2 separate regions of the Mus musculus genome follow, and region 1 is linked to region 2. Evidence: chromatin contacts called from public Hi-C data. All regions are on one chromosome and are shown on one strand. Each heading gives the region's core, a stretch centred on a gene start, on an enhancer-like site or on the middle of the called end of the contact. The rest is flanking DNA. Distances are from core to core; before and after follow the strand shown. Region 1 has its middle 54 kb from the start of F730016J06Rik. Region 2 overlaps Col5a1 (collagen, type V, alpha 1).

Region 1 (6,646 bases), core at 4,068-6,567, 170 kb before region 2:
AGGATCCAAGGGTGGAGAGCCTGTGACTCCTGCGTGTTCAATCACTCACAGCCCTCATCCTGAAAGGTGTGGGCCTGTTCTGCCTGTCCCTCTGTTTTTGTTCACAGGCAGCTGCCTGTCTGCTCCAGCCTCCAAGGGATGTGGGAAGCATCAATGGAACCTATTGTAAAAGGAAAGGTCTAGTCATACTGACCCTGAAGATGCAAAAACAGACAGACAGACAGACACCTGCCCAGCCTTTGTGATCCATCAGGAACCCAAACATTCCCTCTGTTCCTTAGTCCCCACCGAAGTCGTCCAGCCCCAGGGTCTGTTGGAAAATGGAACATTCAGATACATAGCATGGGGTGGGGACACTCTTGATATAGGCCCAGCCAGAGCCAGTCAGAGAACAGCTTCCTCAGACCATGGCTACCAGGCTATTCTAGCCTTGTTTCCAGAGCCAGCCTCCTACCTCAGGACTGGTGACAACATCTTCTTTATGTCCCAGATATCACCAGAAGGTAGGTTTAGTTGAGGTCTCTGTTTTCAAGAAGGGGTGGAGTCTGCATGGAAGGGGGCAGGACTAACAGGACTTGATAGCCACACACAGCACATAAGGGGCCACTGGGTCCCTGTATAATTAGTCACTCAGTCCTCCTGGCCTGAAGCTTACTGAGGGACCATCAAACTGCCCAGCCTGGGATGTCATATAGCCCAGGTGTCATCTTGGACATCACTGGAGGCCTAGAGGAAGAAGGGTAGATCTGCGCTCCTCCCAAGGCTCATGGGAGTCTCGTTCTGCCCTCTCTCAGTTCTGTGGGCTCACATGCTTCATGCTGTACACTCTGGCCACAGGTGCCAAGCCTCTAGTCAGGTGAACCCCTCTTTTCATTATGTCAGGCGTTCCTCAGTCTCCCTCTTCCAGGTCTTGCGATGACATTGGCTCTGCCAGGCGATCCAGGGTCAAGTCCAAAAACATAAGGAGCTCACATGTGTTGAGACCCTTCCTTCATATATAGCTTCCCGTATATCTCCAACATCACCGTTCTCATGCCTATGGTCTGAGGAACAAATATGGTGAAGAGTCTAGTGGTAGCAGACCTGGGAAGACCCAGCACGGCGACATCACAGGTGTCGAGGGGGATACTTCTCTACAGCCATTTTTCTGTTTAATTGATTTGGAATGGACTTGGCGGGAAGGAGCATCCCAGGTAATAAATGGATTTAATAACACCTCCCATGGGTGGGAGTTTTCCAGGCCTGCATGCATCTGTTATCTTATTAGTTTTTCACGGAGGGGTGGCTGCAGCCATTGTCCCCGTGATGGATGAGGACCCTGCCATGTGGGTGGCCACACCGAGAATATGTTTTCTAACCTGCCAATGGCGCTCTCTGCCAGAGCCCAGTAAGCTGTCTAGCAGGCTGCTTTCTTCCCTGGGCACTGCTTCCCTCAACCCATGCTACACCCTCTTAGTTAATCAACTGTGTCTCATAGCTTTAATGAGGCCAAGCATGCATTACCCACAACCACCTGTAGAGAGTGTAGCACTAGATCTCTAGTTAACGGGGCCAGCTCTTTTATCTTTAGTCTGTCTTCCTGCTATCCCCTTCCCCAGTGTGTGTGGGGCTCAAAACCTGTGCAGCAACACTCCTGGGGGCATCTTTCCAACATCCTTGGTGAATCAGAGGCAAGGGCAGTGCAGTGGTTAGTGGCGTCATCCCTCTTGACTGAAAGTGGCTGCCTCCTTCCCACCTCCCCCATCTCCTCAAGCCCACCTTCTCTCTCTTGTCTTCTCAAGCAGGCACCATAAACTTGGGCCAGGACAATGCCACAGAGGTCCACGTCTGTTGATCTCCAGTCAGCTTACTCCTGGGGAGGCAGGCTATCCGGAGCACATAACCTCCCTGGGCTATTTATGGGGAGATGTGTCCTTTTCTTGTCTAGTGTAGCAGAGAGACACTAATGGACTTTTGACAGGCCAGGGCTGATGGGGTCATCCACTGAGAGGCTGTAAGTGACCCCCAGCCAAGGGCTAGAAAGCACAACTCAGCAAGGGGGTCATTTAAAAGTGTCATTTGCAATGCCCCTTTCTTCCCCCACAGTTTAGAAAGATGGAGGAAATTAAGGTAAGATAGGAGGGAGGGACGAAGAGTCTCACCCTGGAGTCTGGCTGAAGTCTTTTGCCAGCAGAGAGCCAAGCCCTCCAGCACAGTTGACATCTGTGTGACATTGCCTGTGAAGATAGTTCTTGTTTTTTAGAAAGAGAATATAGATGAGATTAAGTCCCACGTGCACGTGACCTTCCAGCCAGGCCTCACGCCTTTCTCTGGTACAAATCCGAAAGTCTGGGAATCTTACGAGCAAGACTGCGAGCCCCCGTTCGCAATAAGCGCTGCGATCTAACCACCCTTTCCCTGTAATCTTAGCCAAGGCACTCAAGGGATCAATCCTCCCATCTCATTTACCAAAACAGAGCAAGAGAGTCAGTATCTTAGCAACCCTTTGAACAAAGGATCACAAAATCATACCTGTGACTCCTGGCTAAGACACTTCACCAGAATATTCTCTCAAGCAGCCCACGCCCACACTTGTGTGTAGAGCACCCCCTTGTCCAAGATCCTCTTTTTCTGTTAACCCCTATGCTTAAACCTGCGTTGAAATCTCTTCCTAAGAAACTTTAGTGCTACTTCACACATCAGTCCTGAATTTATTTTCTGGAATGCAGCCAACTACGCTGGCTTTATCCGAGAACTGAGACTCTGAGAACTCCTTGACACATTACACACAGGGTAGGTAGCCTGACCCTCATGCGAGGATCTTCCCTTCAGTCTTAAACCAGAGACTGTGTGGAGTTCATACATCTCTTTTGATAGATCCCCCCCCCCACCTAAACTTGGTGAAAAAATACACACACACACACACACACACACACACACATATATGCAGAACATCAGGTTTGGTGTCTTTACCTATTGAGCTATCTCACCAACCTCACAAACGCCTTTTAGCAACTCATTTTCATCTTTTCTTTCCTCTTTGAAAGTGTGTGTTGCTCCCTAAAGCCCCGACCTCCCTTAGACAATAAAAGCACTGTATGGTGGCATGGGAGGGGGCCATGAATCCCCTTGGTCCTCTAGGACCTAGACCAGTGGAGACACAGCAGATGCTGCAGGCAGCGCAGCCTCCCAGTGTCCTGTCTGAAGGTGGCCTTGCCTGCTCCCTGGGTTGCTGAGAGTTAGGAGCAGCAGGATAGGCGCTCTGCCAGCCTCTAGATTCCACAGTAGTACCTTGGCTGGGAGGCTGAGGCTGAGAACACTGTCTAGTGCAGGTGAGGTGGCAGGTGCATCCTCTCCAGGACCTGAAGGCCAACTTAGTATCTTAGCTTCTTTTGCTCCTTAATCTCTTCCAGGAAAAAATATCCCAGCATCCTATTCTCAGGCTCCACCCCTAGCAGATGTGCAGTGCCTAAGAGCTGAACTGAGCCAAGGTAAGCATCACCGTGTTCACCAGGACCTCCATCCTGACCTGAACTGTAGAGCTACATTCTCCTGACTGCCTGAATGGCTCCAGATCGAGGGCTCCAGATAGAGTGACCCATTGCTGAGGAGATGCAGACACGGGCGAGGTTTGCCTTTCCTCTGAGTCCCGATGTTTTCACTGCTCCACAGGATAAGATGACTTCAGTAGAGTATGGTACCTGCCACTCACTGGGGCAGAACGACACTTGTGGATATGATGACCACTGCTTGCTGTGTGATTGCATGTGCACTGTGCTGTCCTGCTTGCTAGCTGCCATGTCATTGCCAGTGGCTCATCATATGAGAAGAGGTGCCAGCTCTGGTGCAGGGAGAGCGGGAAGAACATACACAGCAAGAGTAGAGCCCATATGTGGCATTCTGTAGAATAGTCTTTTCAAAACTTCTAGAGGGTTGGGGAGGTGGCTCAGTGGTTAGCAGCATTTGCTACACAAGCGTGAGGTCCTGAGTTTGAATCCCCAGAACCCATGTAAAAGCTATGTGTGGCTATGAGCATCATTACCCCAGCAATAGGGCAGGGATGGGGTGGGGTAGGGCGTTGTTGCTGGGGCTTGCTGGTCAGCTAGTCTAGCCAAAACCTGGAGATCTCTAGGGCCTGTGAAAGACCCTGACTCAAGAGGATAAAACAGTGATGGAGCAGGATACCTGACACCTTCCTCTGGACTCTGCACACACACACACACACACACACACACTCAAACAGCCACACACATACAGGGACACTCACACTCATACAGACACACACTCACACACAAACTCATACAGACACACACAGGCACACACACACATATACACTTTCACACTCTCACAAACAGAGATATTCAGATACATACAGACACACAGACAGACACACATAGACACTCATTCTCTCTCTCTCTCTCTCTCTCTCTCTCACACACACACACACACACACACACACACACACAATATGCTTGTCTGAATCACAAATGCACACATACACTGATCTGAAAGGCAAGGTTTTTTTATATTGAGGTGCTGATGGTCTGAGTCTCTTATCTCTGTGTGTATTCACACACACGTGGCCTTGTTGTATGCCTGGCTATCTCACCTGCCTGGAAAAGCAGATTTATCAGGATATACTCACATGCTGTCCAATTGCCCATTAAAGCATGCACTTCAACAGCTTTTAGTTCATTAATAGATAAGTGCAGCTGTCACCATAGCCAATCTCAGAACATCTTCATCGCCTCACAGGAAGTAAGTCCCTGGCTACTGCTCCCACCCCGCCTCTTCAGGCTGGGGATCTCCGCAGACCTCCCCACTGCACACACTCGACACACAACAACTCACAGTACCAACCTCTGTGTCTGCCTGTGGCTCATGTCAGCCCTTTCCTCCCTAGAGCAGAATAATGTCTTACCCTGTCTGCTATGTGCTTGTCTAGTTACCTATCCGTGAGGGTGGGCATGTGTGTGTGTGTGTGTGTGTGTGTGTGTGTGTGTGTGTATGTATGTGTGTGAGCTTTGGGTGTCTTCCTCTTTGGGTACCCCTCCTTTGAGACAGTCTCTCATTGACCCTGGAGCTCACTAGGCTGGCTGGCCAGCAAGTGCTAAAGAACCATCTGTACTCTGCCTCTCCAGTATTGGGACTGCAAACACTTGCAACCATGTTCTCTTGTTACAGAGGATCTGGGAATCAACCCAGCACAGCAAGCGCCTCACAACTGCATTTTCACCCAGCTCCTCCCTCTCTCTCTCTCTCTCTCTCTCTCTCTCTCTCTCTCTCTCTCTCTCTCTCCTTACTTATCTATCTATAGAAACGTTCTGGCGTGTTTCCCAGAGTTCATCTTGACCTCATGATCCTCCTGTCTCAACCTCTCAAGTGCTGGGGCTACAAGTGTATGTAAGCTTAGGTTCTTTTCAAAGCCTACTTTATTTAGGGTTCTTAAATGCTTCATCTTCCCTTCTTTTATCAACCAGAGGAAGGTTAGTAGGCAAAGGGTGTCGTGGACCTGTTTAGAAATAGTTTCTTGGGGATGTTCACTCTTTGTTGTCAGAATACCAGCCGTCCAGTTAAATAGCAAACACCAAACATGAATCAGTAGCAGCTGCACCATCCAGCAGAAACAGCAAGGCCCCGCTGAATTGGCACAAGCCAGGGGAAGTGGCCAGAATCAGCTGGAATACCACAAGAAGATCTTTGGCACATTTCTCTTTACCCTACGAAGTAAAGACCAGCAAAGACCAGTGAAGAACATCCTCTTGTTTGTGGGGTTCCATTTATGTCCTTCTCTCAAGTATCTGTTCTCAGCAAAACACCACATGCCTGATGTAGGGGAGGTGTCAGTTCCCTAATTGGTTCTTGAGTGTGTCAATAAAGACAACTGAAGCCAATCGCTGGGTGAAGAGGGAAAAGTGGAACTTCCTGGTCTCAGGAGGAGGAGAAGGGGGTGAGAGGGGGAGTCAAAGCAGGAGGTGGAGCTGAGGAAGCGGCAGTCATGTAGGTCTCAGGAGCACCTATAGTTTGTAGCCTCCGCAGTGGGTGAAGGCCAAGGAGGATGGAGCAGGAGATTCTTTGCCCAGCCATTGAGTTATCTGGCTAGTTTGAAAATATAAGACTGTCTGGTGTTTTCCATCTGCAGTGACTAAAGTGGGCAGGAGAAAGGGGCAGTCGTTGGCAGCTTAGTGGAGCTAGTTTTGAGAGGTCGAGGGAGCTCAGAACGAGCTCTTGAGAAAGAGCAAGCGTGATATTAAATTACACACAACAGAGTTGTGGTTTCCTTGAGTGGGGTTTGGGGGTTGGAGTTTCACCACAACAGCCCTCTCACAAGACAGCTTCCAGAAAAGCACCATATGACACAACCGAGTTGTTAAAGAAGTCAGAAATTTCCACTTCAAAAGTGTTTGGCCCATGAACATCAGACTCCATCCTCTGAACACCCTTCCCCATTATGACTTGACCTTGCCTAGTTCTCTGCCCTTGTACTACAAGGGGAAACCCCCTTCTAGCCTGTTTTATGAAGAAGTCCTCACTTCCTAAACCCACCCCCATCTTGGAGCGCAATAGCATCCTGGATACCAAACCATGTTCTTTTTAGCAGTCTCTCACCTCTGTGCCCCTCACTGCTCAGCTGGTGAGAGCCCAGCTTCTCTGTGTTATATTGAGG
Region 2 (5,798 bases), core at 3,282-5,781:
AGGGTCCCTGAGTCCAGAGAAACTGAGCAAAGATGAGAGGTGGCCCTGCAGAGGTACCTGTGTCCTCTGACCGTGTCTCACCTACCTGTGCCTGGACTAATTACATCCTCCACAATACAGCAGAGGCTCTGCTGGAGCAGGCTGACCCTGTGGTTAGAGCCTCAGGGAGAGAGGAAAGCAAAAAGGCAGTGCTCACTTATGAACATGCACTCTGGCCCCCACCTTTTCCAGGTGATGGAGAGGGGCTCAAGTCTACCTTGGATACATTGAAACTATCGTGCATGCTTGAGCAAGTCTTCTGTGCTCTCTAGGCCCATTCTCCCTCAGGTGAGCATTGGAAAGATAAACCCTTGCTCTAGCTTGAGTGGGTCTGGGGCTCTGTCTCTGAGGGGAAGAACCCAGCATGTGCTCCATTGTTTCCTGTGGTTGAATAATTGATTTTATAAAGCTCCTAACAAGTGAATTGGGACACAAAGTTCCCATGTGGGAGTCCAGTGACCTTGGAGGGAAACTAGGGCACCCACTGATGGACTGTGGCTGCTGTTCTGGCCCAGAGGACAAGCTGGACCAGCCCCTGCCTTTCAGAAATGATGATCATGCTTGCAGTAGGTCCGTGCGCCCTACATGTGCCTAGGGTATCAGAGGTTAAGGCTGCAAGGTTGAATGTAAGACGCCAAGGAGCGCGTGTCCCGCCACAGGCAGACCTGTGCTCTTCTTCTCAGTGCCCAGCCACCATATGGATCTGCTCAGGAGTCCTAAGCCAGGACATGCAGTGAGGGTCACTAGAGAACGCAGATGCCCTCGTCATGTGGAACTCCTTCAGAGGCATGTGGGAAACTGCATGTGCTTACACTGCAGAAAGCCCCAGAGACACCAAGGAGAGGTTCCCCAGGTGCTCAGCAAACACCTAGCAGAGTGTGAGGGGCAGGAGCTGGGGCACCATTGCCACGGCTGCCCAGGTGCCTTAGATGAGTCTCAGCTGCGTTCTAGAAGGAAGCAACTGCAGCGGAGAGGCCCAGGACTCATTTTGTAACCATGAGGCTGGGGAGAAGAGAAGAAAATTTAACACTGACAAATCTTCCTGTTGTGCAAGGCTAGGCTGTTCTCTCTCTCTCTCTCTCTCTCTCTCTCTCTCTCTCTCTCTCTCTCTCTCTCTCTCTCTCTCTCCCTCCCTCCCTCCCTCCCTCCCTCCCTCCTCCCTCTCCTTCTCTCTCTCTCTCTGTCTCTCTCTCTGTCTCCCTCCCTCCCTCCCTCCCTCCCTCCTTCCTTCTCCCTCTCCTTCTCTCTCTTCCTCTCCCTCTCCTCTCCCACTGCACATTTCCCCAATATTTTATGGTGAATGTTACTTTCATAATGGAAAAATAATAAAGCTTAAATTATTTGTATTTGATATTTTTCTGATTAAAAAAGTAATATATGTTCATTGTAGACAATTAGGAGAGCAGAAAAGGAAATTAAACCCCTCTGCAGCCCACCATGCAGAGCCATGAGACTGGTCGGGGGCACAGGCTTCCAGTTCATTTTTTTTTCTGTGTGTGTGCATACAAAGTGGGCAGGTATAATATGATCCGCATTTAGTATTGGATCATGAGCACTTTCTCCAAACCTTGGATAGACTTTCACATTTTATTTTTACTGGCCCTATTTTCCCATCATTTTGCTGTGTGCTCTGGGGAATTAATCACATTTCAGAGTACTAGGTATGACTTAAACCCTTCCTCTCTGTGTGTCTCTCTCTGTCTCTCCCTCCTCCCCTCTCCTCTCTCTCCTCTGTCCCTCCACGTGTGTGCATATTTATGGGCATGTGTATACATGTGTGAGTGCATGTAGGGGCCAGAGGTTGCTATCAGGTGTCTTTCTCAACTGCTCCCCATCGTAACCTTTAAGATGGGATCTTACTGAACCTAAAACTCTATAGAGGTCCAGGGATCTGTCTCTTTTCTTTCTCACAGCCCCAGAATGCCAGGCCTGCATTGCCATGCCCAGCCTCTATACATGCGGGGCTAAACACTTTCCTAACTGAGCCATCTCCCTGGCCTGTCAATCACTCTTTGTTCACAACCAAAACTAAAGGAATACTGGAGGAAAACCGCCTCAGCACAAGCTGCCCTCTTCAAGGTTTATCAACAGTAAGCTGCTTTTATAGGGAAAGCCACCCATCTTCCCTCCTTTCCAGACATGGAAAGCTAGATCTGTTTAGGATCCCCCATGCCTTTCTGCCCCACCTGCTGTCTTTGGGCCCTTCACAGGCAGAAACCAGGCCTCTCCCACGGGGCATTTTAAAGCTTCAGTATTGGACCTGACAGAATGTGGAATCACCTAAGAGGCAAACCTCCGGGCATACCTTCAAGAGAGGGTCTAAAATTAGGTTAAATGAGGTGAAGACTCCCCCTAACTGTGTGTGGGTGGCACCATCCCAGGGGCTGGGGTTCCGGACTGAATGAAAAGACCAAAGTCAGCAGAGCACCAGCATCCACCTCTGCTTCTTGCTGATACAATGTTACCAGCTGCTCCGTCTGCAGCTGTGGGCAACTTCCCTGTTATAATGGACTGTACATCCTCAAACCGTGAGCCCTTCCTACCTTAAGTTGGTTTTGTTCCCTATTTTGTCACAATAATAGGAAAAGTAACTAATAGAGCCAGAAACAGAGAAGAGAGTCTCCAGGCCAGGGGGTGCTGGGTGCTGCATTCACAAGATGCAAAAGGAGACCATGCTCAGGACCTGCCGCTACGGGGGAGGGGGCGTTCAGTGTGGTGAGAGGAATTGAATTCCAGGCCAGAACCAGCCAGGTCTATGGAGGCCAGAGACATGTCTGGTTATGGAAAGGGTATAGCTGCTCTCCTCCCTGCAGACGATATGCGACACTGCAGTAGACCTCCATCTGTGGTCATCACCTACAGGAAACAGACACTAGGAAGCCATGGTCCTGTGATGAGTGATGGCCAATGGGGATGGATGGAGCCATCTACTTGCCAATTCCCTGACCTCAATGTCTATTAGAAAATATGTCATTGACACAACATGAAATAAATGACAATTAAAAGGGCAGAAATGATACACTGGGAAATACCAATCACTTAGCTCCCAAACTCCCCCGCATGTCCACATGGGAGTGGGGGTGACTAAACTTATTTGCTCAGGCTAACCAAAGACGGTCTGGGGTCTGGGATTCACTGGGCCATGTGACCCTTGTGGAGTGGAGGTGACAGCTGATGGAGAACCATCCCCAGCATGTTAGCACACTCAACATTCCCATTTAGTTCTTTTTCTTTATATGTTTGCATGTGAGTGTATAATGTACACATGTGTGTACAATGTATGTTTACATGTAAACACATGTATGTGTGCATGAGGACACGGAGGCTTGAGACTTATGTCAGGAGTCATCCTTGGTCACTGTCTCATTCACAGACCCAGAGATTGCCACTGTAACTAGTCTTGCCAGCCAGCTTGCTGTGGTGAGTCCCCTATCTCTGCTTTCCAGATAGTATGTGCACACCATGACCACCCAGCATTTCATGGGGTCTATGGACCTGAACTCTGGTCCTCACATTTGTGCTGCAATCCCTTCCGTGCCCCTGGGGCATTTTCTCAGCCCCCCCCCCGAGCTACCCCCTGCATTTACGTTTTAATGGTGTTATTAAAATAATAAATGAAACTGTCATAAATAATTCATGTATCTCATCTTGCCTTCTGAGATAGATTCTTTGAGTTTCACTAAACACAAAAGAGCACACGAAGTGGGAAAGGGAGGGGAGAAATTGGAGGGGTGAATTTAATAATTTACTTTAAAAATACTTAAATTAAATTTAAAATTAAAAAAACTCTCAAACCAGAGGGCATCTTCAGTCAGAATGGCAGGTGTGGATAGACACACACGCACACACACGCAAGCTCTCTCTCTCTCTCTCTCTCTCTCTCTCTCTCTCTCTCTCTCTCTCTGTGTGTGTGTGTGTCTCTGTCTCTCTCTCTCTCTCTCTTACACACACACACACACACACACACACACACACACACACACACACACACACACAGGCACACACGTGCCCCTAATTGCTTCCTCTTCCCTGCTTCTCTCTTTCTGCAAACCCTGGTCCCCCCCCCCCCCAGGTTGGACCTGTCGCTCACTTGCTATTTCCAGGCTCTGCCTAATCTGGCTCCCAGCTGCGCTCACTGCAGATGAATTGCCCACCCCCAGCAACCTCCCCCACCCCCTAACTCACTCTGTGAACACTAAAAATACCTCTGGCACACCCTGCCCCTCACTTCCACACCAGGGACAGGTGTGATGGCTTGGAGCCCAGCCCAGTACTCCTCACAGTTTCAAACATGATGCTGATTTCAGGGGACTAATTTGCACACCCTAACAAGTACATCTCCTTCTGCGCAGTCACATCAACTCCATGACAGGAACATGGCATGAAGGCTTGTCCAGAACCCAGTCATCACTCAGCACAGAGACCAGGGCACACGATCTTCACCCACAGTGCTTCTGGACAACAATGCTCCCAGTGCCCCTCTGGGGAGGAGAGGGACAGGGTGGGGGACACTACTCACCGGGGGTCCATCAGCGCCTGGCATTCCTGGGAGACCTGGTTTCCCCAAAGGACCCTAGTGCAAATAAGACAGTCTGTGAGCAAACACCTCTGACGTTTATTTCTTTCCTGGGATGTCCAATCCTTCTCTATAGACACCCAAAGTAAATATTCAGACACTGTCACTCATGCACCCAACGAGGTGCCTCCTCCACCAGAACCTTCAGTTCTGCTATGGGATCACCTCCACCCCCATCTTCTTTCTCCCTTTCATCTCCTGAGATGCTGCTGTCCTAGGAGCCTTCTGAGGTCAGTACCTTCCTCACATTCCCCATTGGCACCTATGCAATCCCTCCCATGGCAGGGCAGGGCAGCCACAGGACCACCAGGCCACCATCCTGTGACGTTCTTAACAAGGTCCATCACAGCCTGGCTGTCTGCATTTCTTAAGCTCTCCGGGGATCTGGGAGACTCCATCAGAACCACCTCTGTAGTGGCTCTTGCTGGTCGAGACCTAGACAGTTTGCACTTCCTGAAACGGCCCGTGCCTGGGCTCTGTGATGCTGTCGGAAGGGTACAAGTCCCAGGACACGGTAAGTACTGTACGTCTATGTGCCAAACAAAACTCAACTAAATAAGATGCCCAATTTAATCTTCTGATAAATGGCACATATTTCACAGTCAACAGTGTGTGCTGGTATTGAAGATTGCTAAAACTGCCACCTCTATACATAGATGGCAGGCAAATCAATATATGAATCTGGATAATGGGCTAAACTTCAGGAGCAAGGTGTGCATGCCTGCCATGGAAGGACTGCAGGTCTCCCAGGCCTGCACAGACGTATGCCCCATGACAGGCAGCCCCTCTTCACACATCCATCTGTTCCACCTACCTTTTCTCCTGGAGGACCAATGGCACCCTGGGGACCTGGAAGACCCTAAGAGGAAAAACCAGCAGAGGAATGAGAGGACTGACCAGAGGCCCCTCCTCACCCTCCACCATCTTCCCAGTGACCACCACATCCAGGTACCAAACATGTTGGTGGCAGAGCTAAGTGCACTTCCCAGACACTTGGCCAGAACCTGTGTCCCACCCCTGATGCCTCCAAGTCACCTTTTCCTGAGACACTTACCTGGGCACCAGGATTACCCTGCTGTCCTGGCGGCCCAGGCTCTCCCTGGGGACCCTAGAAAAACAGAGGCAAAGGCCCTGAGAAGAGATCTAGGAACCACACCCCATTTGGGGGAAATCCCATTTCCAT

What was found. Hi-C and Micro-C count contacts between places; a contact is called where the count stands out from the background.
Region 1: a contact with region 2 is called in a Hi-C map of the G1E-ER4 cell line, with 4 times the contacts expected there. The contact joins two enhancer-like sites. A contact is called at or near these places in 3 of 484 Hi-C or Micro-C datasets (all in the G1E-ER4 cell line) and 3 of 115 datasets of contacts at active chromatin or transcription factors (SST interneurons, differentiating embryonic stem cells and fetal liver).

Annotation. Positions count from the first base shown.
Region 1 is chr2:28,145,527-28,152,172 of GRCm38.p6, reverse strand. No RefSeq gene overlaps it. Among named protein-coding and RNA genes, the nearest start is that of F730016J06Rik, 54 kb to the right of the region's middle. Within about 2 kb of position 5,317, at least 18 of the 459 cell types and tissues checked have an H3K27ac peak or open chromatin away from gene starts, as enhancers often do. A contact at or near this core is called in the G1E-ER4 cell line, where this site is marked.
Region 2 is chr2:27,974,369-27,980,166 of GRCm38.p6, reverse strand. It overlaps Col5a1 (collagen, type V, alpha 1), which reads right to left. Exons shown (of 66, transcript NM_015734.2): 23 at 5,670-5,723; 24 at 5,430-5,474; 25 at 4,559-4,612. Among named protein-coding and RNA genes, the nearest start is that of Gm13372, 55 kb to the left of the region's middle. Within about 2 kb of position 4,531, at least 8 of the 459 cell types and tissues checked have an H3K27ac peak or open chromatin away from gene starts, as enhancers often do. A contact at or near this core is called in the G1E-ER4 cell line, where this site is marked.